Regions from separate parts of the Zea mays genome. Here region 1 is linked to region 2. A link is a contact called in public Hi-C data. All regions are on one chromosome and are shown on one strand. Each heading gives the region's core, a stretch centred on a gene start, on an enhancer-like site or on the middle of the called end of the contact. The rest is flanking DNA. Distances are from core to core; before and after follow the strand shown.

Region 1 (2,912 bases), core at 26-2,525, 440 kb before region 2:
GACGTCAACAAACCTAACACTGGCCATGATCTGAACTTAAGTAACAAATGAAATGAGAGTTGTACTTTATCTTTCTTCTTGTATGAATCCATGCGGAAACGAAACTGTTCATGTGCTTTGTGCAACTCCCCAATAGGCTCTGCAAGGCTATTAAAAACTTCAGTAAGATACCAGTGTTTCTCTCAAAGGAACTATAAAGTATAAACTGAGATCTATTTTAACATGAATGTTAGGTTGGCGGCGCATTCAGCTTGCACAACCGCAGCAGTTCTAGTAGCAGATGGTGGTATCCAGTTAAAAAAAAGAAGTGGGTGTGTTGGGATTGGGGGTATTAAATGCTTTAGCTTACTTCTGGATTCCCAAACGGTACATCTTCTCTGCATCATTGAATCTCCTGTGCTTCTCATAATACAGTGCATATGCCATATAGAACGAAGCCCTTTTGAGGCCTATTCCATTCCTCTCCATCGTCTTGAGCAATGGCTTTGCGTCCGTCACGTAGTCCATCTACAGGATTTAGAAACCTGGTAAGGTCATTTCTTATAGCAACAGGAAGGGCTCCAAAGCATGATTCACATCGAAAAGTTATCCAGCGAGGGTACTGTTCTAGTCCAGATTCTGGAAGACAACATTCACGCAAAGATGTGACGAGGTTCTACAGTATGATCTAGCTAATAGAAGCAGTATCTTGATATCGATACATATACGTCAGAGAAGCAATGGCTGACCAGCTGGATCCAGACGCGGAGGTACCGCGGGTCGTCGCGGTAGCGGGAGTTGTCCTGGAACTCCTGGGCGCACTTCTGGAGGAACCTGGGCAGCTTCTCCCGCAGCGTCGCTGGCGGCAGCGCCCTCTCCATCCTCCGCATCCCCCTAGCAGACAGAGGGCGGGCGGATCAAGCCATCGGTCATCCGTGGGGCGAAGAAGGAAGCGATGCGGCCGGAGACGCAGGGAACGGGTTTGGAAGGAAGAAAAAGCGGCGGGTGAGGGTGCCGTACCGGAGCCACGGGCGGAGGGGGTCGGAGCCGGAGTAGCACCGGATGTCGCCCACTACCGACGACAGGAGCCCCTTCTCATCCTCGGCGGCGGCCGCGGCCATCGGCGGATAGGATAGGAGTGAGTGATTGGCGGCCTGCCGACAAGACGAGCAGGAGCAACGGGGATTTGGGGTTGTCGGCGGGCTTCCTCCCGATTTCAAATTTCTCCTCTCTCATCAGTGGGGAGGAGGTGGGGCGTTACTCAAGACTCGAGAGAGGTGCTAGTGGGCCCCACCTGCAGGCTTCGCTGCACCCTTTGCTTCCAATTAGGGGTGAAAACGGTCGGAAACGATCACTAAAATCGTTACCGTTTTCATATTTTTATCGGAAACGAAATCGAAAGCGGTAACTTCGGAAACGAAAACGATATCGGTAATTCGGAAACATCGGAATCGAAAGTTCGGTACGAAAAATACATCGATACCGGTTGGAATCTTAAATACAATCGGTAACCATGTCAATATGAAAATATCTCAATATAACAAGTTCATAACACAACAAAGTTTACAAATATAAAAAAAGTCTACAAGTTCATAATTCACAATATAACAAGTTGATCACAAAGATCACAAGTTCACAATATAATAAGCTGACCACAAAGATCACAAGTTCATAATATAACAAGTTCAATTAAATGGATATTGCTTCTAGGTGCAAAACTAGAGATGAACTGACATGTCACATATATGATGATTGTAATAGAGCACCATAATTGTAATTTTAGTTGAACAGTCTGCTCCTCTAAAAATACGTATAAAAGCACTAAAAATACATATAAACTAACATATCACATGCATGCAGTATAATTTGTAACTTGCAATTATGAAGTAAAGTAGGTTCAATTAAAACATGTCGATACCGTTTCCGAGTCAAAATTCCGAGAACCGATACCGTTTCCGAAAAATACCGATACCAATGAATTCGGCAAAAAAAACCGGAAACGGTTTTCGAAATTCCGAAACCGTTTTCAACCCTAGTCCCAATCAAGCCCTGCACCTGGCAAGTGGCAACGGCAAAAGCACCGCCATCTGCCCGCCGGCTCCAAAGACGATGACAAGTAGAATCGCGTGCGATATGATGCAACCAAGAAAGGTGTTTGGCAACAAACTGGCCACGGTTTCAGGCTGCCAGCGACATTATTTCACTATCAGATAGCGGCAATATAGCTCGGACTGTTTATTAGTTTAATGTGGAGACCGCGACATTATTTCACTGAAACAAAGTTCCTTTATGTAAACTGTAAAGAAATCCCCCACACGCCTGCTCAAAATTACATTTCGAATGTCAGACGTCTCAGGCTCTCAGCCTGAGAGCATGCCCGTGAACAAATTGCACACATGACAAGGAGCGAAGCCCACCAGTGGGCAGTGGAGGGATTCCACTGGCACCGATCAAAGTATCAAACGCTCTGGTGCCTTGCAAAAATCAAGATGGTGTACTGGTGTGGATGCCGATCAACGATCAAGCCATCGTCTGGAACAGGTCTTGGAGATCGATTATGTCAGCAAGGACGCCGGCGGCAGTGGTGTCGTTGCCAGCTCCTGCGCCCTGGATCACCAGAGGGGAGCTCTGGTAACATCTGCTGTATATCTCGACCTGATGGCAGCACATAATTTTTTTTCTGTAAAATCTCAAACCAGGGATAACCAAATGAAGAGAGAAAAAATAATAGAAAGAAGGGTAACATTACCACATTGTCACTTCCCCTCAATCTACCCAGCGCAGAATCCTTTGGGAGCTCTTTAAGGCCTACCTGGCACCTGCAGACCAGGGCGTTAGACTAATGAAAGATCGAAAACCAGACAGCACCATGAAAAAAAACACCCGAAAGAAGTTCCAAACAACACGTGGCAGAGAATGAGATCCTCGAACAA
Region 2 (2,779 bases), core at 35-2,534:
CTCCTTCTAGCATAGCCATGTCATCTATAATATGATCTGTTCGGACTGCTGCCGCTGTAATCCATAAAAACAAAATATTGCATAAGTCGCAACAAGCCGCTTTGACGTAAGGAAACATCTGTTGATGTTACTCATACTTCAGGGATCCGAACACATCTGGATGATGTCATTGCATATATCTAAACATAAATATTAAACTCCTCTTGGAGTAATTAAATCAACAGATACATGTAATTAGCTATAGTATGTATTTTATATAGGAAGCGTGACTTAAACGGGGCAATTATCTGAGCCATCTGAGCATTAGTTTTTTATTCTCCAAAACGAGCCCTGTTCGGTTAATCCTCGTCCCTCCCCGTTCCCCGCTGCCGGATTGAGAGAGCCCTCCTCGTGGTTGCTCCCGTATCGCGTGGACGCTGGCTGGACGGCCGCCGTCTCCGTCTTGGTGGAGGCACTCTCGCGGTCGCGGGTAGGGCTGGACAAAATACTCGCGGCTCGTCGGCTCGCTCGGTTCGTGGCCAGCTCGGCTCAGCTCGGATCGGCTCGTTTGAATTTTTTCACGAGCTGAGCTGGCATCCTAGCTCGGTTCGTTAACGAGCCAGCTCGGTTTGTTAATGAGCCAGCTCGCGAGCTAAACGAGCTATCACATTTCAGCAAAACAAATCTATATACATATCATATATGTAACAATTGATGAATATGTTATATGTATGTGTGGTGTCTATAACCTATAAGTTAAACTAATGATTGATGAATTATGTCTATATATGAAATTGGTCTATGCGAATATAAGTGTGGGTTAAACTGCTGAACATGTGTATGAATAGTGAATTGATGAGTGATGAGTTGTGTTAATTTGGTGTTATATTGATGTGGTCTATGAAACTATGAGTATAATTACTATTTTCTGTTGTTAAATTAGTTTGAAATTAACTAGAAATTGATTATTATACACATATTATTTTTTCTGCTCTGGCTCGCGAGCTAAACGAGCCAGCTCGAGCTCGTAAACGAGCCGAGCCGAGCTGACTCTGTGGCTCGCTACCTTAACGAGCCGAGCCGAGCCAGCTCGTTAGCTTAACGAGCCAGCTCGAGCTCGAACGAGCCGAGCCGAGCTGGCTCGATATCCAGCCCTAGTACAGCCGTCCAGCGAAGCCTCTGCCGCGGCCGGTACTCCCCTGCAGAAGTGGGCCCCGCCGCGCAGCGTCACGAGAGAGGGGGTGGGGCGCTTGCCAGTAAATTGCGTAGGCGTAACGACGAATCCGGCACTCGCAACCACCGCATCCGTCCTCGTCTGGTCCGGTTGCCTACTCCCCTCCCACTGCCCCGCTGCTGCTGCCTCCCCGCGCAATGGCGCCGAGATCCCCGCGCTGAGCGAGCCTCCCGGGGGTCGACCTCCGAACCGGCGCTGCCGTCCCGCAGGTGAGCTCGTCTCTTCGCTGCTGCTCCTCGCTCTCCGCCCGGGGCGTCCCGGTGTTCGTGTTCCCAAACAAGCAGCAATCCCCGCCGGGTGCCATGTCGATTTACGCTATCCAGCTTGCTGCCTTGCTCACCTGCTTTCCTGAGTATCTGTGTTCATCAATTGCGAGTTATCCTTCCTTCGATTCCGACCTCCTCGGGTGGCTCCTGCCGTCCTGCGTGCATTCCCATTTTCAAACCAGCATGTTCACCGCTGCTTGGTGTGGGGGTTCGCCGCTAGTGGGGTCCAAGAGGCGCGCCATTCCTGTTCCAAATTCGCAGGCGGCGGCGACGTGCTGCGGAGCGGTCGAGCAGCCGAGCCGAGCAGCGTCCCGATGGCCTACTGACCGGCGGCCCAGATCCACACGGCGTCTCCCTCAGATCCGACCAAATTGTTAGAGGAAGGAGACGACAAACCTTCATTCTAATGGTTGGTTGCTCCAGGTGGTGTCCGGAAGGGCTTAGCAGTGAGTCACAGCATCAACCCCACTATTGGGGAGATGCACCCGGTTTTTTTTTTTTGAACAGGGGTAGTAGCATGGACACAGCTAAAATTAGGGTGTTTACTTTGACACATGCATGGATGTATAGGGGCATAGGTTATGCTTGCTGTTTCAAGCTCGCTACAGCGCTGTCCCTCTTCCACTTCGTTTACCATCAGACTACTAGCAGTGACCATATTTTGATGGTAACCGACAGCGTGCCTGAAAGTTTAAAATGGTGAATATATTGCCTATTTTCTTCACCATGCCATGAAGTGGGCTGATCTCTGTGTGGGTAGTGCATGCTTTTCCTCAACTTATGCGTCTGTACTTGCAGTGCACTTGAAGACCAGGCAGCTGTTCTCTACTCAAGGAAGAGATGGCCCATGTTTCGTTCAAAAGCAAAGATGTGGACAGCGGCATGTCCCGGTGGTCTGAATACCTAAGTGTTGAAGAGCCAATTCCTTCCGCAATGGCAACCTGGAGGAACATGAGCGCTGATGCGCCGCAAGGCTCTTCTGCTGGTAGCCACAAACATCTTCAGATGGAGCCGGTGGTTCAGCTGTCCAAGGTTGCGGAAGGCTTGCTGGCCAAAATGTACCGGCTGAACAGCATCCTGGACTATCCAGATCCAAACACGCACACATTCTCGGATGCATTTTGGAAAGCTGGTGTCTTTCCAAATTTCCCCAAAATTTGCATCACGATGTCAAAAAAATTTCCGGAACATCCTAACAAGCTGCAGCTAGAAAGGGTAAGGATTTAGTTTTCTTTGGCTGTTCACAGCTCTTTGCGCTTCCTTCCTAGAGTTCATTTAGTTTAATATATTATATGGTGGT

Evidence for each region. A called contact is a pair of places that touch in the nucleus more often than the background predicts.
Region 1: a Hi-C map of ear shows a contact between it and region 2, with 3 times the contacts expected there. The contact joins the promoter of LOC103640678 here to the promoter of LOC100502470 in region 2. A contact is called at or near these places in 3 of 25 Hi-C or Micro-C datasets (bundle sheath, ear and tassel).

Annotation. Positions count from the first base shown.
Region 1 is chr10:1,992,055-1,994,966 of Zm-B73-REFERENCE-NAM-5.0, reverse strand. It overlaps LOC103640678 (probable inactive serine/threonine-protein kinase bub1), which reads right to left and starts at 1,275. Exons shown (of 7, transcript XM_008664161.4): 1 at 1,000-1,275; 2 at 729-873; 3 at 350-507; 4 at 66-147. The coding sequence starts at 1,100. It overlaps LOC100282632 (bifunctional aspartokinase/homoserine dehydrogenase), which reads right to left. Exons shown (of 12, transcript NM_001294267.1): 11 at 2,729-2,798; 12 at 2,250-2,634. The coding sequence ends at 2,500.
Region 2 is chr10:1,548,101-1,550,879 of Zm-B73-REFERENCE-NAM-5.0, reverse strand. LOC100502470 reads left to right here and starts at 1,284. Exons shown (of 24, transcript NM_001348383.1): 1 at 1,284-1,422; 2 at 2,278-2,694. The coding sequence starts at 2,320.